Regions from separate parts of the Mus musculus genome. Here region 1 is linked to region 2. The links are chromatin contacts, called in public promoter capture Hi-C maps. All regions are on one chromosome and are shown on one strand. Each heading gives the region's core, a stretch centred on a gene start, on an enhancer-like site or on the middle of the called end of the contact. The rest is flanking DNA. Distances are from core to core; before and after follow the strand shown. Region 1 holds the start of Qtrt2 (queuine tRNA-ribosyltransferase accessory subunit 2). Region 2 overlaps Gap43 (growth associated protein 43).

Region 1 (5,420 bases), core at 2,433-4,932, 1.6 Mb before region 2:
GTGGTAAGCAAGTGTGTCACTAAGGCTTGCAGGACCTCAGTACTGAGACTCGGACACTGACATGCAAGCTAGGGTTCCTGGAGGTTAAGTGGTCTTCCAGGGGCTGCCATTCACGATGTGATCTGTCTCAGCTGTCTTGTGGACAGGGCTTCTGCAGTGGTCAGGGTGTCTTCCCTAGCCCCGTCGAGATTAATGCCTCTCATCATATACTTCTCTTCTAACTTCAATTCTGGTAGTAGCTTTAAGTCAGTTATTTATGCTCCACTGGACTATAATCTCTGGCCTGCGTCTCATTTCAGTTGTGGTACTCAACATCCCAAGCTTGGATTTAGTAGGCACTTAACAAATAATAGCAAGTGAGTAAATAGCTTAAAAACTTTACAGCTAGGCTGGGTTCTGGCTGGCTGGGTGCCCATAACACCTGCCAACGTAGATAAAATTTGCTCAAAATACTTCCAGATAGAAGATTCTCTCAGGAAAATACCACATGATTTTGAACTATGTGCTACACAAATAAACTGATTACAATGAATTGCTAAGTTGACAGATGTATGCCTATGAAGTGTTTTTAATGGTACCTGAGTTAAAAAGTACACATCTCAGGACTGGAAGATATCACAGGTCAGGAAGTCATTATTTCTGTGCGGATTATCTAATCCCCCTCTCAATGGATGCTCCAGCTTACTCTTTATTAGTGCAACATTAAGTGAAATTTTAGCATTTACTCCAATACTCCCAGTGATGGAAAACATGCCTCTTAATGAAAACTTTTAGTCCATTTTTGGACTGCTCTTGACATTAATGAATTCTGGTGATAGCCATGTAGCTTTCGCCAATGGGTCCTCTTGTTGAAGTACGTACAAAACCGTCTTCCTTGTGTCTGACGAAGGCTACAACTTTACCTCCCAAGGTCTCTTTTTTCTTACTCTATTGGCTTCTTCATGTAATGCTCATGCTAGTGGAAAGGCATGTGCATCGACTTGTTTTCTTGTTTATACTTAAGCCACCTCACGAAAAGCAACAGAATAATGAAAGATGTTAGAAAATCTAAAATTGAGGTGACATACAAAATCGTACAGGAATAGCAACAGTCACCTGTATGCACACTGGAGATCTATCATGACACCTGAGCCTTATGCTTCCTGTTTGATTTTGAAATGCCTTACCTTAATCCAGTGCCCCACATTATCAGGCTCAAATGAAGACTGTAGGAAATAGATACAAACTATTAATGCATAGCAATAGCTTCAGCAACACTACTGTCTTTAAGCTGTCTTCTCACTAAAGCATATGGAAAGGTAGCCTTCATCCTTTCCTCCCAACTTTTCACTGGCAAGTTCAGCACTGACTAGCAGGGAACGCGCATTAAACCACAGGAGAAGAAACAGGAGGCCTTGTCTGTGACATCCTTATCACTCCTGGCTACCTTGAGATTGTAATGTACTAGGTCTGTAGTCTAGGCATCAGCATTTTTTTTTTTATGTCTTAGTTCTCCAGGGCTAAGAGTCAACGTATAGAAGTATGTATTCTATATTCGGGTATAGAAACATTACTTCTCATGAAACCCATACAAACACTGTTTAGTTCACCTCTTTCTGCCATTTTCTGCTTAACGACTGTTATGGTCCTTTCTTTTCCTGTTTGTAGAAGTAGCCAGATGCCTTCCAGTCCTTCCTACACCTGAGATGTCTGATAAAACAGGAGTGGGGGGTGTGGAACAAAACTACTCAACTTGTACTGTTGTACCAAGCCTAAAACGAACGAAACAAATTAATCTCTACCCAGATCAGTCAGCTATTAACCTGAACTGAGAAATGGAGACCACAGGGAGCCTCCTCTGTTCTCTGACATCCAGAAGCTCACAGAACTCTAACAGCCACTGAGTAAGCAAGGGGATTTGCTTTGCAAAAATATTCGGGGTTTGTTTTTTTTTTTTTTTAAAACAACGGGACAAGAAACCAATCAACTGGCACAAGAAAGTTGCTGTAAAGGGTATAATATCCTCCCTCACTTACCTAACACTTCACCTTCATCTCACCTTACACACAATTAATGCAGCTGTTCTGTCTAAATAACTGTCATGGCAACAAAGAAAGAGCTGATCTTATTCAAACACAGTTGAATTTCAAGGCGCTCATGGATTTTACTTTATCCTCTAGACAGTAATAATGAGCACTATCAGGGGGGAAAAATCCCTCTTTTTGTAGTTCTAAGTTGTCCCAATTTTTTTTTTTTTTTTTTTTTTGCCTTGCATCATCAAATCTATATTCATATGCTATTTCGGGCCCCATCTATTATGCAATGGAGCAACCTCAGTTTCCACTCACTAATGCTCTGGCCTGTGCCCTCTGGTATCTGGAGCATGGTTTTCACTAAGCGGAATGTGCCCTGTGCACACAGCTGCTATATTTAGGATAACCCACAAGAATGATTACCTGGGGCCCCCACAAAAGCCACTCGTCTAAGAGGATTTTTTTTTCTTTTTACAGGAAAGTAAAACTGAAAGGTAAGAGCAGCTGGTGAAACTGCTCTGCTGCTGAAAGCTGAAGCCCCTCCATTTCAATACTCTCCTTTACATTTAAAGCATCTATTTTTGTGACTGTTAAGAGGTATTCTGGAAGGCACACTTGGTGTGGCTGTGACTTTGCATGGCTGTGACTTTTGTAATGTTCCAAGTTTTAAATGGTGTCTCTTTTATTTTTAATTACCCCCCACCCCCACCCCAATTCTTCCTCAACCTCCTGATGCCTTTAGGTGCTAATACACAGAAGAGGTAAGAGATACAGGGAGGCTCTAACTTTGAATGCTCGTGAAATTTAGAGATAACCATATGGATAAAGTATTGAGATACAACCATCTGGACTTCTGGGTTCATTTTAGATACCTTGTGTAAAACTGGAAAGGGAAAGATATAAGGGATAACGTCAGAGAATTTCGTGTGATGATTTTTTTTTTCCTTTTAAAGACCCCTTAACTCAGATTTGAAGGGGGCAGAAGAAAATGTGCGGAAAGTTTCCTAAAATTGGTGGCAGAGTAAGGATTAGGGGCAAATTCCCCTCACCATGATGGACACTAGGAGACCTCTCCATAGATAGAAATAATCCTTACAGGATGCAGCCCATCACAGTAGTGAGTACACAGACCCTTTGGCTCCTTAAATCACGCTACCTAGGGCTGTGCAGGCTCTAGGGTAGCCAAGGCCAGGTAAGGATGCCCCCGGGGGAAGAGTGAGGAAGCGCAGGGCGGGAAGCGGCTGGCTTCAGGACTGTGTGGCGCCTAGGGCCGGCCCATGTTCCTCAAAGCTCCCGACTGGGATCACCTTGAGATTCAGCTTCCTTGATAACCGTTTCCAGCGACTCAGCTCCATCTTCTTCTTTGAGGCGGACCCTCCCTGGGGCGCCAGCAGCACGTTTTGCACTCTCGGGCCTAGACTTCGGCCACAACAGAGACAACTGCGCCTCCTCCCAGACTGCTTTCAGGTGGTTCTGGGAGTTGTAGTTCTGCCACCTAGCAGCTAGACAGGGGTCAGACATTCCGGAACTACTACTCCCAGGAGGCGTTGCGCGGGAAGCTTGCTTTCACGCTGTTACTATGGCATCGGCGGAGGTCACTGGGCTTCTTTAGCAGGGCCTTTGCGTAATTCTGGCGCTTGGTGATGACGCAGAAATTCCGGATTGGCTCTGCGGCGGAGACCGTGGTTTAGTGGGCCAAGGGTTCTACGAGTCGGAACACGTGTTATCTCTTGCGAAGAGTTTAAGGGTCCTGAGGGTGCGGAGTTGTGTTATCAACCGGTGAGTGTTCCTTTTCCTTGTTGAGGGAGGGTGAATAGCGCCCACTTTTTTTTTTTTTTTATTGCGTTGCAGTCTTGTTCCCACCTCGTCATTACTTGGTTTCTTGTTGGTCTAGGCTTTTGCCAGCTCCGAGTCTCCCAGTGTGATTGCCAGTTACAGTTCAGAAAGAAAAGGACCTCCGTTCTCCTGGCCTCTGCCAGAGAATGAGCTTCTCAGCTGCAAGTTTTTCTGAGTTTAGCAGTTACTTGGGAAGCTATACGAATAGGAAAGTCTAGGGCTCCTGGGATGGCTAATGGAACTAAGGGAAAATTGAATCTAAATAGCCATGCCTGGATGTTGTCATGAACAGCCCACTGAAGGCGTGTGTGCTTTCAAGGCAGGGCAGAAATTCAGAACTGGAGCTTTGGACCCGGCCACTTGTTGGCAATTCAGCTTACTTACTGGCAAAATGGGATTGTACCTAAACCCTGGGAGTATTGTAATGATTGAAAAAGCAACGTGTGTAAAACATTCTGCCAGGGAATCTAAACCAAACTATAAACTGGTGGAAATATGATAAGGAAAGCTGTGCCCCATAGACCTAGCACCTGCCCTCTAACTTGAGTGTGAACCAGTAAGAACATTGTTGAATGGGCTGTGTTACGTTCAGACTTTCCGCTGTCTCAATGGTAGTTAGTTCTTTTGGAAGAGTTAGTTTCATGGCGATTTTTTGGAAGGTGTGCCTATTTTTTCCTGAATGAAAAGCAGAGTTCAGAGAAGTGCATATAATACAGTGTGTGTCCATTTTTGGAGAACAAGTGTGTTTAAATGTTTGGATGAGTCTGGAGAAAGGCTGTCAATTTGGAGAAGATGGCTTAGAGGTAGAGGGGCAAGATGGGAAAAGAACAATTACACTGTAGCAAAATGGGAACTATCACAGTTAATATGGAAACATTGTATTTGACAAATTTCAGTTTCTTTTAAGCCACTAGCCTATATTATAGCCTCTAAAACTAATACATCTATAATTCCAGTAACAACTCTGCCAGTTACTACTGGTAACTGTCTTAGTCACTGTTCTGTTGCTGTGAAGAGACACCATGACCAAAGCAACTGTTATAAAAGAAAACGTTTGATTGAGGGCTTGCTTACAGTTTTAGAGGTTTAGTCCATTATCATCACAGCAGGAAGCATGTTGGCATGCAGGCAGACGCCTGAGCAGTAGCTGAGAACTGCATTCTCATCCATAGGAACAAAGAGAATTGGCATGTACTTTTGAAACCTAAAAGCCAGTGACACATTTCCTCCAACAAGTCCATAACTCTTATCCTTCTAATCCTTTCAAATAGTACAACTCCCTGGTGACTAAGCATTCAAATATATGAGCCTGTGGGGGCCATTCTTACTCACACCCCACAGCGACTTTATTAGCTTCACTTGACTAGTTTATAAAATAAAGGTGAGTAGGGTCTGTGTTGTATTTGTTTTGAGGGTTAATGTAGTTAATGTATCAAGCATGGTAAGTACCCAATAAATGTAACTACTATGATTGTTAGGCCTTTCAATGGATGAAGTTACCATTTGCTTTTTTTGTTGTTGGGGTGGTGTCTCATTCTGTAGCCCTGTCTGGCCTGAAACACACTCTAGAGT
Region 2 (5,792 bases), core at 3,235-5,734:
AATGATAGCTGTTTGCATGTCTGCCTAAAAGATGCCCCAAAGGGAAACATTTGTGAACTATGGCGCCAAGTCCTAGTCAACTCCAGGGACTGACATCCTAAATATCATATTAGTGAGTCACAACACATGACAAACCCCAGCTGTGTAAAGGACTAGCTTCAATAATTACAGGCTTTAGCTCTGAGGTGCTTTAGCGTCTGATAATTGCTTTTTAAACTTTTACTTTTGTTATGCTTTTTTATGTATTTATTTGCGTGTGTCTGTGTGTCTGTGTGTGTCTGTGAGGGCCGGGAGGTAGGTAGGAGGATACACTCATGGAGAACAGGAGAGCCTCCTCTCCTTGCACCATTTGGGTCTTGAGAATTGAACTTAGGCTCTAAGACCAGGCAGCAAATGCCTTTAACCTACTGAGCCCCCTTGTTGACCCAAGCTTCTTTGGACTTTCAGTAGATTGTTCCGAAGGCCACTCATCCAAAGATCCATATTTACACTTGTCCAAATCTGTACCCTTCAGAAATTCTTCAAACACTTATCTTGGAATGAATTTGAAACAATTCCTTTTGCCTACATGACCTTCCATGGTCTGACTTGTGCTTGTCTCTCTGATCTGTTTCCTTTGATACTCACTACCCCTCTTCCCTCTTCTGTAGTCACACACTTTCTAAATATCTCTAATGAGTCTAGCTTATGTCTGTTGGTGGCTTTTGCACCTGCTGTCTCTGGGCTAGGTTGCCTCTGACCGTTCAAGTCTCCGTTTTTTTTTGAATGTCACTTGCAGTGAGAGAACTTCCCTGACCCCCTGACCTTTGATCTGAGTAGCAACAGACAGGCATCTGATACGTGACTCCCTAAAGAGGTCACGACCCACAGGTTGAAAACTACTAGTCTAGAGGGCCTTTTTGCCTAATGTGAGTGTATTTACCTCTCTTTGCTATCTTAAATTTTTCTCTATCACTAGACAGTCACAACATCCTTTCCCACAATATTCATCATCTTGCTGTTGATCTATACCTAGGAGGCCCTCAATAGACATCTACCAATTAGCTAATAACATTATTCTCCTCCAAGGAGAGGTTCGTTTTCATAAAGAGCTTGCAGAGAAATGGATCATTTCACTTTCATGTGAAAGCCTCAACCACTTTTTTTTAAAAAAAATATTTTTTTAGCTAAAGTATCTATAACACTTATAGCCGATTCCTCCTTTAAGTGTTAAAATCATCTGTTTCTTTTCCATGACCTATTTCTGAATATCCTCTCTCTCTCTCTCTCTTAAATTCTTTTTAAAATTTTTTTATTGGTTATTCTATTTATTTACATTTCAAATGTTGTCCCCCTTCCTAGTTTCCCCTCCAAAACCCCACTATCCCACCCCGTTCCCCCTACTTCTATGATGGTGCTCCCCCACCCACCCATCCACTGTCTTAATTCTTTAGCATCAGATTTCAGGCAACCCTACTTCAACTAAAAGTGAACAACTACTTGATTCCAGGCAGTAAGAGAAAAGAAGAGGTGAGCTTTAATATCCCCTGACTTTAAACTTAAGCTATTTCCAAACTTAACACATTGGAGATTCCAAGTAAAGTTTTAGAAACAAATTTACCTAGGATACCTCATTAAATATCCTACCTTAGGTAGGACTTGGCAGGCCTGGATTCAACTCTAAGCTATTCTAAAACTTCTTGCTGGGTACCTTTAATGATACATCCAATCCCAGACTACCACAAGATATTTACAAAGTGATGCATTTTAAATGATGCAAAGGACTCATCTTACAGAAGAAAGTATGCTATGAATAACTAGCTGTTGCATCAGTAGACAGAGCACTGCAGCAGCTGTTGAGTTAGGTAAGTGTCCTCTTCGACTGTGACACAGGAGGGAGAGTACAGGTCTTGGAATTGAATTTGAAGCACAGACATGGTCCCTAAGGAGCTCTGTCAATAGCTCAGTATGGGTTTCATCATTATGAAATGATCTCAGAGACGAACCCAATTGGCATTAAATGGTTTGCATATAAAGTTCCTACAATGTATTTCCTTGAACATATAGCAAGTGTTTAATAGAAACTGACCAATTTTTAAAATTTTTTTTTAAAATCTGAAATTATTGGAAAACATTATTTTGTACCTTGGTACCAACCCCCTGACTTTAAAGAGGAAATTAATGTACAAATATGACTTAATTTATTGTGGTCAGCTAGAGAGAGACACATAATGATATACCGAGTCTCCTGAGAGTCGGAGGCTATTCTACTTGGCCTACTTTGGAGCTCAGCAACATTACCAAGTACTTACATTATCAGTGATGATTGAGCCTGGAAGTTAGCCAAGGCCACCAGGTAGTGAGGGTAGGATTAATTTAGGCTGCCTGTAATTGGTCCCTCAGAAACTGCAATCTAGGGATTTGATAGACAGAGTTGGAAACTCTTGAGAGAAATGGGTAATATGCTCTTTCTAGGTAAGTACAAGTATAATGATTTCAACTTAGATTTCAATCTTCTTAGGAAACTTAGATGTCACTTTGACCGAGGCATAGCGGGTCTCACAGAGTCCTTTCATCTCCTGGAATGGTCTGTAACATGTTTTACTGTGTGTCAATATGGATGAGAGTTTGGTCTTTCATCAGCTATTCAGCTGGGACCAGTTTTCAAAACTGTTCAGCCCACTGTACTCGAACAATCCCCAGGACGGGCTGTGCGTGTGTGTATTCTAATGAAAAGTGACGTGTCTTGTAGGATCACCTTGAACAGTCACATAATGAGTTAGGCTCATCGTGGAGGAGACAAGGTAACCCAAGGAGCTCGTTTCATTGTCATACAGATAACTTTCCTTTGCTAGCAGGTGTGACTTACGCAAGAGCTCTAGGCGTTGTAAAGAATACTGGTATATAAAAGTAAAAAGAAAAATGCTGTTGTTCAGTGTACAATCTGGAAGCAATGTAAGGCCTTTAAAAAGGAGCAAGCAAGCAAACAACAAGCAAACAAAACGAACTCCTGGCCCCAGAGCTATGTGAAAGTATGTGTTTGACTGGAAACACAGTCTAATTGCAGAGAGTAAGTTCAGATGTCACCAGGGTGGCAGGTATCTGAATGAAGGAAGTGAACTTAATTAGGCAACATTGCTATAGCACCAGGGAGGGGAAGGTGACTGTGTTAGACCTTAAAATGTTCAGACCTGAAGTGATTGGGGCTTTAAACTAAACAATGGCAGATGCTTTTGCTACATTAAAATAGTATGACAACTGATGTCATAGTATTTTATGGATTCAAAGGTCTTAGATATAAGATAAGACCTTATCCTATAGAGATAAGGCCACTGCAAAGCATTACCTGCTCTCGAAATCCATTTCACAATGTAACATTAATTTTAGTTCATCCACTCCCATGACTTCATGACTTTGGTAAACAATATTTCTAGACTTAGATTTTGGTTACCTTTAAAAGGACTTAAAAATACAATTAACTTCAGAAAGGCTTCAAAGTAGGACCTTGCCACAGCAAATCGTTCCTGAACCAATTGTGTGCTTTGCTTTGGATTCGTGGCTGGTCCGCAGACCTCAAGGTCGGGAACAGTATTACTCTGTTGCCCTCTGCTGGGGAAAAATGGGAAGTTCACCAAGAAACAATGGCGCCCAGGCCTTTTCAACGCAAGGAATTTGGGTGACACTGAAGTCCAAAGCAGCCTTCAGGCACATTCATTTAATGCTGATCACAGGCCTCCCAGTCAGGTACACTTCGGCATTATGTCTGTATTCCTTAAGTAAAAGGAGTAATTGGATTTTTTTCTGCAAGAGTGTAAAGCTAAATTTTAAAAGTAGTTCAGAAAAATAGTCCGGCTTTTTCCTTGGCTTGAGCGCTGGGGGCTCCTTTCCAGAGCACCGTGTGTGCTTCATCGTGGGTGGTGAACATCTTGCCACCAGAATAAACTAGGGTGGGGCTCCGAAGTCATTTCTAAGCTCTGTTCGATTTATTATTATTATTTTTAATGGCGAGGAAATGTGCATTGATACTCATGACTGATTTCTCTTGTCTCAAATTATCGAGTTAATGCCTTGGTGTTAAATTAGATTGAGAGTGTTCTCTTTGGTGTTCCTTTGGTTTTCTGCTCAGCTGACTTTTTTTCTCCTGCTAGAGGTGAAAGATTCTCTGTAATTAAGAAAGGGGTGGGGCGGGTGCTAAGAGATAAAGAGAGAGATGAGCTGTGAATTGTCACGTGTGCAAATTGATGACAAACTTCTCAAAGAAAACGATGGGAGCCAAGTGAGGTAAGAAAAAGGGACATTACATTCTAATGGTCCTTTTTTATTATTATTTTAAAGGATCAATAATATGTACATGATGCTCTGCCTGCGGTTTCCATAACAACCCGCCTCATTGAAAGACGGCAGGCTCCGCAAATCTCCAATTATCAGCCTTCCAGGGCTTATTAATGGAGCCGAGGATCCCAGTGAAGCAGGCAGCTCATTGTTGGCACGTGCCTGGTGGGCTGGCAAGAGGGTGGGAGCAGAGTGAAGTGGAACTGTGTAGCGAGCCAGCAGCCATTTGTCCCCTGTCGCTTCTGGGGGGTGGGGGGAGATGCAGCCACTCAAGAGACCTGAGCACATCTTCTGAAGCCTCCTGGGGCTGTACTGATGTGGCAGGCAGCTGAGGGCGGAGGGTGTAGACTGCCCTTTCAGCTACATACCAACCGTCATCCTCCTGTAGTAAATCTACAAGAATATAGTACTTGCTCCATTTGTCTATTGAAGTCCCATAATTTATTGAGGATTCTTCACAATAACAATTGTGACTCTGTTCCCAATGCTATCTATCCCAAGTCTTAATTAAAATGTGAAAACAACCTAATTCGTATCTGATCACTTCGAATTTGTCAGTCCTTGGTCTGACAATCATCTATTAGGTCCTTACGAAAAGTCATTGGAAGAGCAAAGGACTTAGTAGAGAATACCGTTAATCTTAGCACTCCAGAAATAGAGGTGAGTGGAACTCTGAGTTCAAAGCCAGCCTGGTCTACAGGGAGAGTCCCAAGACAGCCAGGACTACCCAGAAATCCAGTTTCAAAACAAAACAAACAAACAAATAAAAACAAAGCAAACAAAAACACCAGAAAACCAGTTTTTAAAAGGAGCAAGCAAATATAACACTGATGAAAACTATAGATTATTTATGCTTTTGTTCTAGAGTAATTGCTAAATTCTGTATATGTAGTAACTTCCTGAAGCCACAGTCACTCTGTGCTTAGGCTATTATTTACTTTTATAGATACAGAAGGGAGCAACAAAACTTCATGTGTGTGGATGGATCAGAGTCTCAGTCTCTCTCCTCTCTATAACCCTCACATTAATACTTTTATTTTCCTATAAAATAAAGTCAGATTAGAATAAAAGGGACCAACTGAGCTCTATAGTCTAATGTGATTAAGGAAATGGTTACCCTAATGTTTGATTAATAATTGCTATCTATGTTATTATTGGATTTCCAATTGGGGGAGGTTTAGATATAATAAAACATATGCAACATTAGAAATAGAGTAATTGCAGTCATAAAATGTGTCAGGAGCATTATACAGATATCAGTTTTTAGTGTAATGCTGAAGTATTAGTTGATAAAGACTTCCGTTTGACAGAATGTAAGATCATCTGGCTTTGTAGCACAGAAATGTCTGCCTTAACATTTTCAATAGTCCTTTTCACACACCACCACCGAAATTCAGCGTAATCACAAAAGAAATCTTTTGGGGTCCTCCAAAAATAAAGAAGTTTGAGGGAGTCATTAACTATTCAGAATCATGAGACTG

What was found. Promoter capture Hi-C pulls out the DNA fragments that hold promoters and counts their contacts.
Region 1: a promoter capture Hi-C map of hippocampal neurons shows a contact between it and region 2, with 9 times the contacts expected there. The contact joins the promoter of Qtrt2 here to the enhancer-like site in region 2. A contact is called at or near these places in 9 of 39 promoter capture datasets (the 3T3-L1 cell line, 3T3-L1-derived adipocytes, cranial neural crest and 4 more) and 1 of 115 datasets of contacts at active chromatin or transcription factors (astrocytes).

What each region holds. Positions count from the first base shown.
Region 1 is chr16:43,887,938-43,893,357 of GRCm38.p6, reverse strand. Qtrt2 (queuine tRNA-ribosyltransferase accessory subunit 2) reads left to right here and starts at 3,682. Exons shown (of 9, transcript NM_001356329.1): 1 at 3,682-3,791. Ccdc191 (coiled-coil domain containing 191) reads right to left here and starts at 3,456. Exons shown (of 16, transcript NM_027801.1): 1 at 3,320-3,456. The coding sequence starts at 3,367.
Region 2 is chr16:42,274,438-42,280,229 of GRCm38.p6, reverse strand. The region is part of intron 2 of Gap43 (growth associated protein 43); the gene reads left to right. Among named protein-coding and RNA genes, the nearest start is that of Mir6540, 26 kb to the left of the region's middle. Within about 2 kb of position 4,484, at least 50 of the 459 cell types and tissues checked have an H3K27ac peak or open chromatin away from gene starts, as enhancers often do. A contact at or near this core is called in hippocampal neurons, where this site is marked.